2 separate regions of the Mus musculus genome follow, and region 1 is linked to region 2. A link is a contact called in public Micro-C data. All regions are on one chromosome and are shown on one strand. Each heading gives the region's core, a stretch centred on a gene start, on an enhancer-like site or on the middle of the called end of the contact. The rest is flanking DNA. Distances are from core to core; before and after follow the strand shown.

Region 1 (4,012 bases), core at 753-3,252, 4.0 Mb after region 2:
TGCGGGAGCTGGCAACAGCACGAGGATCACGTACTAGGTGGATGACCTTGAGGTCCAAGGCTGGATCTTTAAGCAGCGGCGCCAACACAGCCACATCGAAGACCCGCACGCCCTTGATAACCAGCGTGCGGTACTTGCGACACTCCTCCTCGAAGCGTGCCAGGCGTTGAGGTGGGCACTTTTTGCACACGCGGTCGTCCACCAGTCCGACGACCTCCTTGCGGTAGGCAGGACAGAGTGGCGAGGAGCATACCACCTTGTTAGTGGCTGCCCCAAAGATGCCCAGAGTGGTGAGGTTGCGCCCCCCACTGCCTGCGGGGCTATACAGCTGGAAAACCGAAAGATCGCAGCGGTAGAGAGCGCTCAGCATGTCCCGCGCTGCCCCCTGCAGGGAAACGGCGTCCCCGGGGTACAGTTTTTGCCACACGTGCCACACAGGCTCATAGAGGAAGAACACCTCAGGGTTCTGGTTGAAGAGCTCACCGAAGAAGGACGAGCCCGAGCGCCACGTGGTGAACACATACACCAACTGCCGCTTGTCCCCTCCACCCCTGGTGCCTCGAGTAGCATTGCCCAGAGAGGCCGCAGCTCCTGCACTCCCAGCCGCGGCTGCGGGAACTGCCCCCACGCCCGCGGCAGGAGGGCGGTACGGGGTGCGGGGGTCCATGCGAGAGTGAGCGCGGGGTGGCGCTGCAGGAGGCGACCCCGGCCGTCCCCAGCCGGCCCCGGCCGCCCCTACCGCGGCACCCAGAGGCCCGTCGGGGTTGCACTGCTGCAGCGGCTCTTTATGCCACTTGTAGTCCAAGAGGTTGAGCATCGTGAGCACCAGTAGCAGTGCATAGCCCGCGCACAGCACCAGCGCCTTCCTGCGAAATACCTTCATCCCGAGCGGGGACGCAGGCCAGCGGCGTCCTGCGCGCCGGGGCCACGGCGGGAGCAGGGCCCGCTGCACGGCGGCAGGCGCGGCCGGCAGCGGCCGGGGAAGCGCACCGGGGGGCAGAGCTCGCGGCGAGCTGCGGCTCATCACAGGCACAGCCGGGGCCGGCGGCGCGGCGGAGGCGGCCCTGCAGCCCAGGAGGGGGACGCTGCAGGCCGGCTGCGGGCGCCGGGACTGGGGCCGCCGATCCGAGGCGGGCGCGGCGGCAGAGGCTGCTGGTCCCCGGCGCCCAGGGCTGGCTCTCCCATGGCAGCGGCTCCGAGAAGGACCTGCGAGGGGAAGCGGAGTGAATGGGTGAGCCCAGTCTCCGGTCCAGATGCCTCCTCCGCCTGAGTAACGCCCACCCTCTAGTCTGCGGGCTCCTCCACTCACCTGGAGCGGAGGGTGCGCCTCGGAGCGTCCCCAGATCCCCGACCGGCGGACTGTCCGGCTAGCACTCTCCTCGGTTTCTCTCCGGTTCTCTTCTGCTAGGGGTCCCCAAGCCTTCGAGGGAGCCGCGAGACTCCGCTGCCCTAGCCCTAGGCAGAGTTTTCCAGCAGCGGGCGCCCTGCACCCCGGGAGGGGAAACTTTCACCGGGCCCGGAGCCCAGCTCTGCGCTCCACCGAGCGCGGCGCGTCCCGGCTCCAGCGACGTCTCCTTAGGTCTCTCGGGACCGCTGCTTCCCTCCAGGCTCTGGGGCACGAAGCAGGCAGGAGGCGACAGTGGGGGGTGGCTTACATACGCCCCAGCTCCAGGCTGTTCTGCTCTCCATCGCTCTCTCTTGGCCTCCACGTAGCGAACCTTCCCATCCCTCCGGCGGCCGCGGATAGGGTGCAGCGCGGCCCCGCAGCGGCGGCTGCTTCTTCCATCACCCGGAGGATGTCCTGGCGGGCGGCTCAGGCGAGCCCCGGCGCTCCGTGGCCGCGGACTGGCCCAGGACTCTGTACACCTAGCTGAAGGCAAAAGAGCGGGACCCCCCACCCCCGCGTCACCAGCGGCTTCTGCCCTACGAGGTCCCGAGGCAGAGGAAGCCCCCGCCGCGGCCGCACTAAAGCGGCGCCCGGGAGGATGCTGCTACCCGACTCCCCCTACGCCGGGCGCCTGCAACGCGCTCGGGCCGGCCTCTGCGCGGCTCCTGCCAGCCCGCTCGGGGTTGGTGCGCGCCGCCGTCTGTCGCCCCGGCTCCTCCCCTTCGCCGTGCTCCCCTCCTCCTCTGCCTGTCCCACACCCGCCCTCCTCGCAGCTCCAGACTCCCGCCGCCACCTCCTTAGGGGCTGGAGATGCGACCCGGTTCAAGGAGGCGCTGCTAGGGCCTCCAGCCGTTAGTAGCAGAACAGAGCTCTAGGTGCGCCCGGGGCGCGGCGCCGGCGCCTGATTCCCAGCTCGCCCGCACAGCCGGAGACTTGGGTTCTCTGTAGCTGCACGACTCGGCTCCCAGGATTCGCTCTGGAGAAGAGTTGGTGATAAAAGTTTGAGCAGAAATACCCCGGACGTACGCTCCTTTCATCCCCAGCGGTCAGCACTGGTGTCCCCTCCTAGGACGCGAGCAGCACCGCCCAACAGCGCTGTGTGCAGCGGGAACCCAGTTCTGAAGCCTTGGCCCTGGTGCTAGCCCATTCCAGCGGGTTTGTGGTTTCTCCCTCAAGGAGGAAGTAATAAATCTTTCTGGGCCCGGGGTCACTGAAGAGGCTTCAGAGTATGCCTCTCCGCAACCTTTCCGAGTGTCCTGGATTTGGACAAGGCCACAAGGTTTCGATGATCCCACCCCCACCTCCTGCCCGGCAGATGTTCTAGGCTTGTGGAGTTTCCACCTCTGCTGACACCCTCTGAGACAGGGCTGCTGGGGGGAGGGGAGGGCGCTTTGTTTAAATTTGTGGTGTGATAGTGAGTCCATTGACTTTAAAGAGGAAGAGATGAGATCAAAGAACTTGATCGCAAAGGAAAACGTTTTTGGACGTTGAAAGTTACTTTTTAGTTTGGTCTGCGTTGGTTTGTATACTTTTCTTTCGCTGATGAGGGAATAAACTTCCATTGTAAAATGGGACAGCTACAGGATGGGTGGAGGTTAGAGGGCACATAGGAAAGATTGTACTCCAGTTTCCACCTAGAAGGGCAGAAAGATGAGTCATTGCGGTCCGGAGGTGAACTACTGATCACTGGGAGACTGATTGCCCCCCGTCTCTCAGAAGCTTTTACAAGTAAAACATAATTACTGCAAAATTATCATAGTCTACCTGGAGCAGCCCACCTCGGCTGATGACCCTCCTAAATTTAAAGCGTTGCCATTGACGACTTTTTTTTTTTTCAGGGTATTGTACAGAATCTTCTGGGTACAGGGATTGTTGAAAAAAAAATGACTTAATTCAATTGTTTTATGGCTTTAACTGGTTTGGTTTTGTTTCAGTTTGGTTTGGGATTTTTGTTTTGTTTTGTTTCAGTTTTTGTTGTTGTTGTTGTTGTTGTGTGGGTTTCATTTCAGGTTTTAAAACTTAAAAAATAGTATGATGTAGGACCAGGGAAATGGCTCCATGGGTAAAGGCACTTGCACCCAAGCCTGAGATCTGAATTTTGAACCCAGGAATCCACATGCTGGAAGGAGAGAAATGATCCTTATGAGTTGTTCTTTGAAATCCATATGTGCTCCCTGACACATAATCCTCCCATCCACATACACACAGGAGGCAAAACCAAGAATGTTAATGGTTTGACTTGGTCCCACTTTCCAGAAAAATCCATGTTATGAGTAAGGTTCAGCTGAAGTATTCCCTTAGAGTTCTAATAAAGTATATGAATAAGACATTTCTAGAGCATATCTTACACAAATTGGGATGGAAGAATGGAGCTCAGGTTTATTTATTTATTTATTTATTTATTCACTGATCGCAGCCACACACCCCTACAATTTTTTAAACACGCGTGTGTATAGGATGTACATGTGACACAGCACTGATATGGACATCAGAGGACAACCTGAAGAAGTTGTCTCTTCCCTGTGTGGATTCTGGAGATAGAGAGAGGTCTGCTGTTTGGTGTAGTGAGCGTCAAGGACCTTCCTGGACTAAGCCATCTCTTAGTCCCATCAAATTTCACATGTA
Region 2 (3,725 bases), core at 990-3,489:
CTTCCAATGTGCATAAACCTAATGTCCTCCTCAGATCCAAATTGTACTTTCTACCCCAACTGTACCTACCTCCTGTTTCTTCCCATCTTGTTTCTACATTTTTAAACTCAACCTCAACTTCTTCCACCTTTTCGAACAGAAAGGACTCAAGAAAGTCCCTGAACGGGTAGCCACCATCAAGAGTTTTAGATTTGTTTCTAGCTGGAACAACTGGAACCTCCGTGGATGCCCCACGCGTGCCACCTCTCCGGGATTCGAGATTGTCAAGCGCTGGGCCAAGCCAGACTCAGCTTCCCGGTTTATTCCTTTTTTTTTTTTTTTTAAATCTGTATGTTCAGATCCTTCACTCTGTGCCACACTTTCAAGACTAAAAACCAGATCTGCCTGCCTCCAGGAACCTGAGGCCCAGACCCCACTGAGGCTGGATTTGTGCCTCTCTTCCCCCAACTTTGGAATCTCAGGCCCAGCCTGGGTGGGAGGTAGAGTGTCCTACATTAATTTCCATACCTGTGTGTGTCCTTTTGTGGATCTTGAGGTTCTCTGAACGCGCGAAAACCTTGCCGCAGCCAGGAAACGGGCAGGGAAAAGGCTTTTCGCCTGTGTGCACTCGGATGTGGTTGACCAGTTTGTATTTGGCTTTGAAGGGCTTGCCCTCGCGTGGACACTCCTCCCAGAAGCAGATGTGGTTGCTCTGCTCTGGGCCGCCGACGTGCTCCACCGTGACGTGCGTGACCAGCTCGTGCATGGTGCTGAAAGTTTTGTTGCACGACTTTTTGGGGTTGGCCAGCTGCTCCGGCTCGATCCATTTACAGATAAGCTCTTGCTTGATGGGTTGGCGCATATAGCGGAAGAAGGCTCCAGCCCCGTGATGTGCAGCCATGTTCACGTTCATGGGCCCATAGCCGTGAAGCTGCGGGGCAGCATAGTGCTCGGATCGCGGGCTGGTCACCTGGCCGTACTGTTCCGGCCGTGGGTACATGTCCCCGGAGAAACCTAGCCGCATCTGCCCGTTAACCACGTTGGGCGAAGCGTGGCCAGCCGCCTGCTCGTGAAGCCCAGAAAAAAGGAGGTGGCCCGCGGCGTCCGTATGGCCGTGTGGGCCCCCAAAGCCGCCGGCCGAAGCAGCGAAGAGACTGTGCTGGGCGCTAGCTGCCGCCGCCGCGTCGCCGAAGCCCCGGTTGCGGAACAGAAAGTCCCGGGTAGAATTGAAAGCAGCGCTGGAGTAGGAGCCGACGTGGCCGGGGTGGTGATGGTGGCCCAGGGCCGCAGCAGCGGCGTAGCCCGGAGCCTGCGACGTGAAGGCTGTCTGGCCAGCCGAGGCCAGTTCGTGCGAACTGGGGTTGAGCTTGAAGGCGCCCATGCCGTCGGCGAACGGGTTGATACCCAGGCCCACGTCTCTCTCGGCCACGTCGCCCGCCGAGTGGTGCCGGGATGCACCAAAGGTGGTCACACCAATCGCGGGATACTGGGGTCCGGCGTCCAGGAGCATCGTGGCTGCACGGGGCAAGCCCCGGCCTCCCCCGCCCCCCCCCACCCTCGCCCGCCAAGGAGGGAAGATCAGGAGGAGGAGGAACGGGAGGCGGAGGAAGAGGAGGAAGAAGAGGAGGAGGGAGGGGGAGTCGACCCACCTAACGAAGTCTCAGCCAGCAGGCAACGGCCAGGCGCTAGCCGGCACCCGCCCGGCCAAAGGCAGGCAAGAGAGATGACTGCCGGCCGGTAGAAGGCGGGCTCCAGCGCCAGCCGCTCGAACCGCGCGGGCCGGGCTCTCACTTTCTCGCCGCTCAGTCTCTGCCGAGAGGGCCTCGAATCAAGGCTGCCCGGGGAAAGGCATAGAACATCTCAGCCCCCCAATAAAACTTCTTCCCGGATTTGTGGCATAGAGGAATGTGAACGCCAGAGCCGCCACTGCTCGCCCTGTCTCCTCGCGCAGCGCGCCCCTCCTCACTTCTCCACTAGTCTCAGTCTCTCTCTCTCTCACTCTCTCTCTCTCTCTCTCTCTCTCTCTCTCTCTCTCTCTTCTCTCTCTCTCTCTCTCTCTCTCTCTCTCTCTCTCAGGCTCTCCTCCTCGATCCTTCAACTCTCCCTTTTTCCCCCTCTCTGCTTTTTGAAAAAAAAAAAAAAAGGAGGGGGAGAAAAAAGAAAAGAAAAGGCGCAAATCATGCACAATATTGTCTTTTGCGGTTTATCTTCCTGGGGAGAAACTTTCACCTCCTCAGCCGGGCGGTGAGCGCGAGACTGATAGCAGCAATCATTCCTGCAGATAAATGAATTGAAAGGACGACACCGTCGTCGTCCCCCCCCCCCCCTGATGAATGGGAGCAGGGGGAGGGGTCACGTGCGACCGACGCGGGCGAGGATTGGTGAGGCGGCAATCCCCCCACACACCCCGCCCGGGGCCGCCGCGCCAACGAAGGGCGCGCGGTGGCGCCGCGCGCTGCTCATTGGCCCGCCCGCCTCATCAATCCCAGGTATTGTAAAGCGCTTGACATCCCCTTTTGACTAACAGGGCTGCCAGGAGTAGCAACTTTTTTTTCCCCCCTAGCAAATTTTTTCCCCCTCTTCTCACGGAAGGAAAAAAATGCCACGATTTCTTTTCCCTCTCATCTTCTCTTCTCTTCTCTTCTCTTCTCTTCTCCTCTCCTCTCTCTCTCTCTCTCTCTCTCTCTCTCTCTCTCTCTCTCTCTCTCTCTCTCTCTCTCTCTCTCTCCCTCCTCTCCCTGTCTCTCCCCCTCTCCTTACCTTCCTCCCTCCCTCCCTCATTCCCTCCCTCCCCTTCCTCGCTGCCTCCTACCCCTCCTTCTCTAGGTTTTGCTTCTTGTTCTATGTTCTCCCCCCTCCCCGCCACACACTTTCCTCTCCCTCCTTCTAATGTCCCCCTTTCTCCCCTCCCTCTGTTTCTTTCCCTCCCCACTCCCCTCCCCCCTTGCCTCCCCATCCCTGAGCCACTCTCCTTCAAACCTCTGCAGAGCGTTTAAAGACTGGAGACCCCCGGCGTCTCCGAGAGCAGCAGTTGGGGGGGGACCAGCCGAGAAACACCCCAAAGGCACTTCCAGAATGTCCGGACTCAGCAACTTTCTTTTCTCCCTCCCTCCCCTTCTCCACCCTCCCCCCCCCCCCCCCCCCCCCGGGCAGCAAAGGAAGCTTTTGTTATTTGCTTCTTTTGAAGTTTGCTTCCTTTTTGACGGGCCTCTCTCCTGTTTATAATTTAAGATTCGGGAGCGCGAGGGCAAGCTCTTTCCTAGAAACGTGATTTCTTGGTGTCTTTCACAGCCTCAGTTTTGCAGACTTCCTTCCTGCATGCCCACTCACCCCCAAACACAGGTGGATGGATCTCTTAAACTTTTCCTGGTTCCTGAGGTTTGTCGGATTGGGTTTTGTTTTCTGTTTTTAATGGCAGTTTGGAAACCTTGTTGCCGATCTCCCTCTCCCCTCATTTTTTTTTCCTTTTTTTTCCCCTCCGGTCTGGTCCGTTGTGTGGCTTGCTCCCACCCCCAACTCGCTCACTCTGCCCTCCCATTCCCATCCCAGTCCCTTTCATTCAGGTAAAACTGTAAATTTCCCAACGCGCCATTGTTCCTCTGGATCTCCCAAAGCTCCCTAGAGATCCCGGAATACTTTTTTGGTATTTAAATCCCCGGTAGATAGGACCAATGTAAATTTTGTGACATTCAAACCTTTTCCAGTTCACAAATCAGTCACCCTTGTCACAGTTATTGAAATTCCGC

What was found. Hi-C and Micro-C count contacts between places; a contact is called where the count stands out from the background.
Region 1: a contact with region 2 is called in a Micro-C map of embryonic stem cells, with 12 times the contacts expected there. The contact joins the promoter of Chst2 here to the promoter of Zic1 in region 2. A contact is called at or near these places in 1 of 39 promoter capture datasets (embryonic stem cells) and 4 of 484 Hi-C or Micro-C datasets (all in embryonic stem cells).

Annotation. Positions count from the first base shown.
Region 1 is chr9:95,405,268-95,409,279 of GRCm38.p6, forward strand. It overlaps Chst2 (carbohydrate sulfotransferase 2), which reads right to left and starts at 2,003. Exons shown (of 2, transcript NM_018763.2): 1 at 1,310-2,003; 2 at 1-1,206. The coding sequence starts at 1,024.
Region 2 is chr9:91,363,529-91,367,253 of GRCm38.p6, forward strand. Zic1 (zinc finger protein of the cerebellum 1) reads right to left here and starts at 2,240. Exons shown (of 3, transcript NM_009573.4): 1 at 508-2,240. The coding sequence starts at 1,489. It also overlaps a transcript of Zic4 not described here.